3 separate regions of the Macaca mulatta genome follow, and all the other regions are linked to region 2. A link is a contact called in public Hi-C data. All regions are on one chromosome and are shown on one strand. The core of a region is the stretch at or near the end of the contact, and the rest is flanking DNA. Distances in the headings are between cores, read along the strand shown.

The links. Hi-C and Micro-C count contacts between places; a contact is called where the count stands out from the background.
Region 1: a Hi-C map of cortical neurons shows a contact between it and region 2, with 2.9 times the contacts expected there. The contact joins the promoter of DVL3 here to the promoter of ALG3 in region 2. A contact is called at or near these places in 3 of 14 Hi-C or Micro-C datasets (CD4 T cells, cortical neurons and liver).
Region 3: a Hi-C map of cortical neurons shows a contact between it and region 2, with 6 times the contacts expected there. The contact joins the promoter of EIF2B5 here to the promoter of ALG3 in region 2. A contact is called at or near these places in 4 of 14 Hi-C or Micro-C datasets (CD4 T cells, cortical neurons, fetal cortex germinal zone and 1 more).

Annotation. Positions count from the first base shown.
Region 1 is chr2:96,290,245-96,293,476 of T2T-MMU8v2.0, reverse strand. DVL3 (dishevelled segment polarity protein 3) reads right to left here and starts at 1,681. Exons shown (of 16, transcript XM_015131485.3): 1 at 1,418-1,681. The coding sequence starts at 1,578. It overlaps LOC144339064 (a long non-coding RNA gene), which reads left to right and starts at 1,904. Exons shown (of 3, transcript XR_013413719.1): 1 at 1,904-2,725.
Region 2 is chr2:96,381,624-96,384,794 of T2T-MMU8v2.0, reverse strand. ALG3 (ALG3 alpha-1,3- mannosyltransferase) reads left to right here and starts at 1,414. Exons shown (of 9, transcript XM_077991882.1): 1 at 1,414-1,740. EEF1AKMT4 (EEF1A lysine methyltransferase 4) reads right to left here and starts at 1,399. Exons shown (of 3, transcript XM_015131481.3): 1 at 1,075-1,399. The coding sequence starts at 1,270.
Region 3 is chr2:96,268,418-96,271,838 of T2T-MMU8v2.0, reverse strand. EIF2B5 (eukaryotic translation initiation factor 2B subunit epsilon) reads right to left here and starts at 1,398. Exons shown (of 16, transcript NM_001266121.1): 1 at 1,199-1,398; 2 at 21-145. The coding sequence starts at 1,393. LOC144339076 (a long non-coding RNA gene) reads left to right here and starts at 1,521. Exons shown (of 4, transcript XR_013413733.1): 1 at 1,521-1,592; 2 at 2,058-2,083; 3 at 2,202-2,259; 4 at 2,517-3,421.

The sequences.
Region 1 (3,232 bases), core at 432-2,931, 92 kb after region 2:
CCCTCCTCAGAATCTTCCAATCAGAGGTGTCTGTCTCTGGGCTGAAGGCAGACAATCATTATCACAGCAGGAGCACCCCACCCCAGGGCAGGAACAACAACAGAAACAAGAATAGTTAGAATCTACATAGCACTGCCCACTGTACAAAGCACTCTCACACACATGATTTCACGGGCTCATCCAACCCTGAGTTTCAGGTGACAGCAAAACATGCCAGGCATTAGACAGAAGGTGCTTGCTTCCTAGTGCTAGGTGGGCCAGGGGCTTGGGAGAGAAGCCCGACAACTGAACACTGGGGAGGAGAAAGACTCCTCTTGGCTGTAGGGCCTCAGCTCCAAAAAGCAGTGCAGGCCTCAGGCTAGGGCTGGAGAGGCAGCCTTCAGGCCTGGAGGGGCCTTCCCCACCGCCTCCAGGCCCAGCGCCCAGTTAATGAGACGGCAGGCAAGTGTGGGGCGCCTCCCCCTCCCCCAGTCTCCTGGGAGTTGGGGGGGGTTCGAGGGGATCAGCCAGGCCCCCCCTTCCCAGGCCAGCTGCTTCAGAACCTTCCGGCTCCAACATTCCATCCCCTCTTAAAGGGGAAGTGCTTCCAAACTCTGCCTGTCCGGATCTCTGCAGCTGGGTGGAAGGGAAGACCCCACCAGCGAGGGGAAGATGGAGAACACCAAGAAACTCTTTCTGGCCCTCCCACCCAGGCCCCAGGCCCTTCCCAACGTCTCCCCACTGGCCACCATATGGAGGAAAAAGACCCAAATTGGAGGAAAGATCAGCACCTGGGTCAGTGAGGACGCCTACTGAGGGGTCAGGCTCTCTGTTCCGGTGACAACACCCCCAACGGCCCACAAAGGAGAGGGGAGGCAGCTAGATAAACATCAGATCTGCAGACCCCGCTCACCGCCAGGCGCCCGAGCACCCCCGACACCCCTCCCCCAGCTCAAAGTCCCAGCAGAGCCCTCAGATGCAGCATACTCCAAATATGGCTGGGAGCTGTGCTGCTGAAAAGATGAAGGGGGCGAAGAACGAGGGTCACACAACGCAAGTCTGTGCGGAAAAAGGTGGCTCTGGCTCCTCGGCAGGAGGAGGATGGGGGACTCGGGCTCTGAAACTAGGTGGAGGGGGTGTGTGTCTGTCTCTGTGGGCCACTGGTCTCTGACGAGGTAAGGCGACCGCACCGGCAGGAACTCTGCTCGTGGGGAGTTGGACGTCCCCTTAAACAAGGGAGGCCAAGATCCCCCCTTCAGAGGTGAACGGGAGTTGCCAGAGGGGCTGGAACCAAAGGGGCCCAAATGGGCCGAGTCGCCCCTAGAAGTCAGAGCGGGGCTAGGAGCTGGTGTGGCGAGGGAAGTCGAAACGGACCGCGTCGTCCCTTAGAAGCCGGAGCGGCCGGGGCCCCCGGAGGCGGGGCGGGGGCCATCCTCACCCGAAATCGTCGTCCATAGACTTGAAGAAGAACTTATAGCTGGGTCGCTGCAAAACGCCCTTAAAGTCAGCCAACGTGACGCGCTCGGCGGGCAGGGGTAGCTTCACAAGGTACGGCGTCTCCTGCCCGTCCAAGTGGTAGATGATCTTGGTCTCGCCCATGGCTCCGGCCTCGGGCCCGACGGCCCGCGCGCGGCCTGCTCGGGCGGCCGGGCCGAGCCTCCCAGACGGCGGCGGCGCGCGGCGCGGCCCAGCGGCTCAACCCAGCTCGGCGGCTGCCCGCGGCGTCAGCTCCCTTGTTCTCCGGCCGCTCCCGGGTCCCAGCGCCGCCCGCCGCCGCCGCGGCCGCCGCTTCCGCTCCTCACTCTCCTGACTGGACTGGAGACCGCGACTCTTCCGGTGGCCGCGGCCCTCCCGGCCCAGGGCTGCGTCCCCCGCTCCCCTCCTCCGGCCCGGCGCGGCCCCGCCCCGGCGCGCCCCACCCCCGGCCGCCGCGGAGAGCGGAGAGACGCCGGCCTCGCGGCAGATGGCTGAGCTTCCACCCGGCCCCACTGACGTCCCGCCCACTGGCTGGGCCGCGGCGCTCCGGTCCCGGGTCCCTAGAAACGGAAGGGGAGATTCACAGGGATGGCGGCGTTCCAGGACCCCTGAAGGCCCTGACTCCGGACCCAAGTGGGATCGGTGACTGCTCTGCAGTCCGGGAGGAGTGGAAGGCAGGGATTGCTTTGGTCCCCAGAAATGGCCTGGGGAAAGAGAGTGGGTCTGACTCTGGATCCCTGGAGGAGAGTGACCTTAACATGGCCAGTCAGGGTTTCTTGAGAAGCACAACTGCTGTCAATGAGTCTACTACACTGATCTCGAGAGCTGGACAGCATCCAGTTCTGATTCCTCCCTATAATCTTAGCGTCCAGTTGCAAGGTAGTGGTTTAGTAAGTGGATTGAATGAAGACTAAGTGGGCCCCGGGCGCGGTGGCTCATGCTGGTAATCCCAGCACTTTGGAGGCCAAAGCGGGCGGATCGCCTGAGATCGAGGGTTAGGACCAGCCTGACCTACATGGAGAAACCCCGTCTCTACTAAAAATACAAAAAAATTAGCCGGGCGTGGTGGCGCATGCCTGTAATCCCAGCTACTCGGGAGGCTGAGGCAGGAGAATCGCTTGAACTCGGGCGGCGGAGGTTGCGGAGGTTGCGGTGAGCCAAGATCGTGCCATTGCACTCCAGCCTGGGCAACAAGGGTGAAACTCCATCCCCCACCCCCACCCCCACCCGACACAAAAAATAATAAGTGGATGCATGCACGCCTAAAACAGTAAGTCTCAAACCAGAACTAGGTATAGCCGGTTCCTCACAGATCTCCTCACCCCGTAACTTTTAATTCATTTAATAAATACTGAGGGCCTACTATGTGTAAGGCATATTGCATGAGATATAGCGGTAGCAAGACAGACAAGGCTGCTCTCAGGACCTTCTGTCTGCTGGAGGGACACACATAGGCTTGTAAATACATAGCTTCAGAATGACAACTGCTATGAAGAAGGTAAAACAAAGTGATATGATAGTGACAGGGGAAGCCGGGCGCAATGGCTCATGCCTGTAATTCCAGCACTTTGGGAGGCTGAGGCAGGTGGATCGCCTTAGGTTAGGAGTTCAAGACCAGCCTGGCCAACATGGTGAAACCCCATCTCTATTAAAAATACAAAAATTAGGCCAGGCACAGTGGCTTATGCCTGTAATCCCAGCCCTTTGAGAGGCTGAGGTGGGCAGATCATGGGGTCAAGAGATTGAGACCATCCTGGCCAACATGGTGAAGCCCCTT
Region 2 (3,171 bases), core at 165-2,664:
CATGTGCCACCACACCCGACTAATCTGTTGTATTTTTAGTAGAGATGGCATTTCTCTATGTTGGTCAGACTGATCTCGAACTCCCGACCTCAGGTGATCCGCCCGCCTTGGCCTCCCAAAGTGTTGGGATTACTGGCGTGAGCCACCGCGCCCAGTCTAGTTCTTAACCACTAAATTATACTTTTTTTCTATCCCTAGTAATGTTCTATTTCTCAAACTGAGTGGAATAGACACACACATTAGATTTGTTATTTATACCTTACATATGTACTATATTACATATATCTTTTATTTATTAAAGACGTCACTTAAACATACAAAAAGGCTTTTACAAAGAGCAAAGTAAAAACGACAATTGGAAGAAAACCTGTTGCTCATTCAAACTTTACTAGCGCCTCCAAGGTTGACAGTAGGAGAGAACCTCAAGAGGACAGCCGAACACCCCAGAGCCCTACCTTTCCTCCAGCACGTCTTCCCTTTGGGGAATCGCATCACCCTGGGCGGCAATCTCCCCTCCACCCTTAGAGGGTGCTGTTCTCACTCTCTAAGGCATAGGACCAAGTTTCAGATAGGACTCTCTCTAGATGACTCTGGCTCCCAGTGCCCAGGAGTAAAAAGAAAAGCACTGGGCATTATTCTCGAGGTGCCTGCGCGTGCCGCCTCCGATGTGAACTCGCAGTCCCATTTCTAGAACTGAATCTAAAGCTCAGAACCGGTTCATGACTTGTCCTAAGTTACAGAAGTCAATTAGCGATAGGACTTGAACTAGGTCCTCTGAGCAATTCGGTCCCCAAGGCTGCCTGCCTCCCGAGGGTCCGGACACGGTCTTCTTGGGTACCCCCCACGTTCAAACCCTGAGGGGGTGTCTTTCTCCCGAGGGCCCCGGGACCGACAATCTCTTACTCTATTTGCCTTGACTAAATACAGCCGGGACTCTGAAGGAGCTGGATCTCGCGTCCCAACTCAGGCGTCCTCCAAGAGGGTAGACAGGCGGGAGGAAAGCGGACCGGGCCAAGCCCGCGCGGCGCCGGTCCTGCCAGCTCTACCTGGCGGGGCCGCGCCGGGATTACCCACCTAACACAAGGATACGGTCCTCGGGCCGCAGCTCCGGCTCTAGGAGGGCACGGAAGGAGGAGAAGTCCCCGAACCAATCGTAGGGGGCAGAATCGGCTGCGCCTTGGTAGCGCTGATCCCAGTACTGGACTTCGCGGTACCCGCAGTTCCGCTCCGGTAACTCCGGCGGCGCTCTACCGGCCCCTGGAGAAGCCATGCTCTCAACCGCGGGGACTGCCAGAGCCGCCGGCCCTTCAGCCAATACGGACGGCAGGATGCAGAAGGCTGGGCCCTGGTGTCTCCGCCCACCACCTGCAGTTGCTCAACACAAACACGTGGAACTTCCGTCCTTTACTAAGCGCTCTTTGAACAATCCTCCGGCTGGGAAAACCATCGTCCAGACCCTGAATCCTCCGGCTGTATTGCCAACTCATTTCCTAGAGCTGCATTCATGGTGTCAGACTCACGTGGGCTCATCACTGCGTCCTCTCATATTTTCAATGTGAATTACTTTTATTAGGAAGTCTGAAAATCAGTGAAAGGTTCATTTTTCTCAGCATCCGGAAGGCTCTAAGCAGAGGCAGGAGGGGCGCGAACAGGGGCTTTGCCCTCCTGGAGAGACAGCATGAACACAGATGTTCCCAGCGTAAGCGAAGTAGAATGTTGGCTTCAGGGACTGTAGCGGAGGTAGGCAGGAATGTTGCTTTTCTGGACATTCGTTCTAAATTAGCGCCTGTGTACCTAGGGCTGGGTATAAACTGAGGAGTAAGACATTGTTCCTGCTCCTATGGAGCGTGGAGTGCATCAGAGGAGACAAATGTAGAGGAAAAATTACATTTTAGTGGAGTAAATGAAGACTGGCTACCCGGATCGGCGCTTAGCCTGGTGGGACGCCAGGCGCGGGAAGCGGAACCTAAGTGTCGAAGGTTCGGGTTTCCGCGGGTGGTGGGCCCACACAAGCGGTGCACCGTTAAGATGGCCGCTGGGCTGCGGAAACGCGGACGGTCCGGTTCCGCGGCCCAGGCAGCGGGACTCTGCAAGCAATGGCTGCAGCGCGCCTGGCAAGAGCGGCGCCTGCTGCTGCGGGAGCCGCGCTACACGCTGCTGGTGGCCGCCTGCCTCTGCCTGGCGGAGGTGGGCATCACCTTCTGGGTCATTCACAGGGTGGCATGTGAGTGCGCCGAGGGGGAGGGGAGGGGAGGGGAGGGAGGGAGACCTGAACCCGCGACCCAAACTGGATCTCAGACCTGGAACTCAAAACCAGACTCTGTATCCACTCACTCATCAATTGCAAACCCATACATATCCCTTACCTGAGCTCCAAGCCTGCTCTACAGAAACCGGATCTTAATCTGCCCGCATGGCAGAGGTGGATACCCTAGAGATTGGCCTTCTGCACTGAACTTACAGCCTGCGAACTAGCTTAGAAGTCAGATTTGAGCCAAAATTGTTGTATTGCTGCTGTTGCTGCTTTTCTCTGTGGCTTTGGACACCTCAGGTCTCCTCCTGAATCTCAGCTTTTTCCATGTATTCAGTTCTGTGATCTTTGAACGTCCCTTCTCAATGATGGCATTTTGTGACCACTTGAGTCCATTAGGCACTATTGGCTACTCTTTTCCAGGCTGAAACTATACTCTAGGCTTAAGGCACTTGACTTTCTTGCTAAAGACTCTTAATTCAACAAATATTTATTTAGTGCTTATTATATGCACTAAATATTTATTTAGTGCTTACTATATTACCAGAGAGAGGTACAGTGGTGAATAAGAGATGCATTTCTAACTCCGGTCTGGACAATAAGTTAGCAGGCAATGATAATGCATCGTATTCATCATGGTAGTAAGACAGAATGCCATAAAGGGCATAGGAAGTCACTTAAACCAGATTGGAGGAGTCAGCAAAGGCTTCATAGAGCCACCCTTGAAGGAAGGTAGGAACTAGCTAGTTAAGGAAAGAAGGAAAAGGTGAGGGGAAGGAGTGCTCTGGGCAGAGGATCCTCTATTAAAAATATCCAGTTAGGCCGGGTGCGGGAGCGCAGGCCTGTAATCCCAGCATTTTGGTAGGCCTAGGTGAGTGATCTCCTGAGGTCAGGAGTTTGAGACCAGCCTGGCCAACATG
Region 3 (3,421 bases), core at 149-2,648, 110 kb after region 2:
GAAAAGTTGCAGGGCCTTACAGTAAATGTTCTTTGATTTGAGCAGCTTTCCAGCAACAAAAGACAAATGTTTCCTGTACACCTGTGGCAGTCAGGAATTCCAGAGTATAGTCAATTAATGCCACATTGGCCAGGGGCAAGAGGACCTGAAGGATAGAAGATGAAAAAAAATTGAGGTCTCGAATCCCTTTGGATACCCCACTGCAACAATTTTCACTCCTCTATTAATATTTCCAAATGGTGTAATTTTGCTGTATCTTTCCAATTCAAAGGTACACAGGTTCCTGCCTTTGATGTTCACGTCATGCTCTAAGCCTGAGTCTGAAACGTTGCAATTTGGGGATGGTAAGTACAGAATCTGTGTGCCTTGTATCAGACACAGAGCTGTGACAGAATGGCAGTTCACCGCTGGCAAAGGATAATACTGGAAATCAATCATATTTCCATAAATTTAAGCATTGCTAAGGCCTTCTTCCCCATAAGATTTCCTTCCTTGATCCCTTTCTAAGTGTCAGAGGTTAGCCATCTCCCGTCACTTTTCAAAAATGAACAGCCATTAGGCTTTTTCGAAAGAATTAGAGAGGATTTTCTTAAATCCCATGCAGTTCCCTCTCTCTGAACTGAGGGCTGCTGAACGACCCAGCTGAGTTCAATACTCCATTGTCTAGACAACTCGGGGGCTGATGGCAATCAACCACTAAACCCATTTTGTCCTTTCGACAGATAGCACCGGGTATCATTAGAACCTGGAGGGGGAAAAAAAAAGTACACTGACCGAGATCTAGCCTGTTCTTTTTAAGGCATATTACCGCCCTTTCAGAGGCAAAAGGTCGTTTCTTTTCACCTAAGCATCCGTCATCTGCAAGGTTAAAAGCGGCGCAGCCTCTTCCAGGGGCACTGAATCCCCGCGTGAAGACTTTCTCAAGCGCTGTTTCTACATTTAGCTCTCTTCATTCCTTTCAAACCCGAGGTGTACAGCATTACCAATGCCCAAATCTGCCGGCCACTAACTTGGTCAGCAGTCATCAGGGTTTAAGACAGTACCTCTGCCTCCTTCCTAACCACGTAAACTCGGTTTTAGGATAACAGTATGGACACAAGTCCTTCAAAGGCTTGCCGTAGTAGTTAGCCGAAAGGAGAACTTGCTCCAGCCCTGCCACACTTCCTGCCCTCTGGCTGCTCGCGTGCGCTGCGCTCACCCGAGGCTGGTCCTTGGAGATGGGGAAGAAGCGGCGATCGAAGCTATCGGCCACCAGAACTGCTTGTAGGGGCGGCGGCGGTTCCTCCTCCGCCCCTCTGGCTCCCCCGCCACCGCTGCCTCCCGGCCCCGCGCCGCTGCGCTTGTTGGCCCGACTAACCACCACACCAGGCGGCGCCACTACAGGGGCCGCCATCTTCTTCTCTCACGGCCACCACTTCCGCAAGGAAGCTGACACCGCACGCAATAAGGGACAAAAAGGATCCAGCACTTGAAATGCGATGAACTAATTAACGAAGGGAAGGAGGAGACGAGGAGGGAGCAGTGCGCATGCGTCTTCTGCGGGCGCCCACAGAGTTCTAGGTTGATCCCGGAGGCGCGAGGAGTGGGGACCGGTCGCGGTTGTCCCGGCCCCTGGAGGCGCAGGGTAGGGGTGGGGTCCCATAGACGTCAGACTCGGTCTGCAAGTATCGTCGGCCTTCATTTGTCTGTGAACAAGTCGAGATTCTTGCAGCGTGATAGGATTTGTGGTCGCCACGAAGGGGCCAGCTCCATCCGGAACCTGTAATCGTCCAGCAGTTTCCCCGCCCCGCGCATGTGAAATATGTAGCCCTCCGTATTCATTCTAGAAACTTCTGGGAACCCAGCGCCTTGGGGAGATGGAACCGAGCCAGATGTCCCCCCGCTGCGAGGAACTCAGAACCTGCATAGAGAAGGTGGCATATAGTAGGGAGACTAGTAATTCCATTGAGCGCTGATTTTGGGCTAGGCACGATACAAGCATTATCTCATTTAATTCGTCACATATCTCTGCAAAACATCTTATTCATTCGTTCAGCAAACATTTCTTGAACTCTCAGAAGGATGAAGGAAGTTTACCCATCTAGTAAGTGGAAGAACTGGTATTGGAACCCGATCTGTCAGACTGCAGAGTTCCACAATCTTGCTGCCAAGTTATGTGGGGATAACAATGACGATTTAATGTCATCTATTCATTCTTCCAGCCTATCATCCTCCTCTGTCTTAAGCAGAGTGGAGACAGGGGTGGATCCAGGCACACCAGTAAGTTGTACTGGCATTAAGCAGTAAGCTTTCTGGGCAGAGGAAAGTGCGGGCGTAAAGGTCCAAGGCTTGAAAAGGCGCAGCAGCACCTTTCTCTCTTTGGGGAAAGATGCGGGGGCTGCGGGGAATAAACCAACCCTGCAGAGGGGCGGGGCCGTGGGAAAGAGGTGGAACAAGGCAGGAAGCCTGGGCGTCATTTGGGAGGCAAGAAGCTTTTCTGTAAAGCATCGCGCCCTTTTTGCACGGGACCTGTCCAGGTTCCACGCCACAGGCTTCTGCAGTTCCTGCAAACTTCCCATCCCGCCCCGCGTTGCACGTCGGGATTTGAAGTTTGCGATGCTGAGCGTTGTTTCCACGTGGCGATTCCGACTTGACCCGTCGTGTCCCGGCGCTCGCCTCGTGGAACCGAGGAGTCTGTCATTTCTTCCCTGGTTAGGGTGCTGAACGAAAACCGTTTGATTTATCCTGGAAAAGGAAAGGCTGAAGGCAATTAAGTAAAAGTTTTCAATTAAATGAATGCACGTTGTAGAAAAGGAATGTTCAACTGCCTTACAAATCCAGAGGTAGAAATGGGGGGCGGGGGGAGGAATTAAATAGGACACACACACACACTCTTGGGGGGCAGGGTATGGAAAGTAGGTCCGATTGCAGCATTTATTTTAAATGATTCCCGCAACCTTGGGAAGTTGGGAAGTGGTGAATCCGCTGCCGAAAAGCATTTGTGCTTATGGTAAATCCAGGTCTTAAAATTCTGTAGACTGGTAGCTATATGGATATGATTTTAATAGATGAGTTTCAGGAAGACTCTCTCAAACTTTTTTTTTTTTTAAACTTACTTGAAATATATTGGAAACCACATATACATAATCTGTCTCACACACACTACGTAAAGAAGTAAAATTTCCTTTCCCCACTTCTTTCATCCTATCCAATCTGTAGAGTCATAACCATTCTTAATAATTTGATGGGTATTCGTTTCATTTCCTCCCTAAATTTGTATATCTCGAACTAGAGCTAGAGTGTATGCCTACACACACACACCCATACATATGTATTCAAATATAATATATGTATATCCACATGTATTCAAACACAGAATTATGTTTAGATAATTATGGTTATATGCTGGTATGTTAGAGCCAGACTGCCTGGCTTCCTTTCC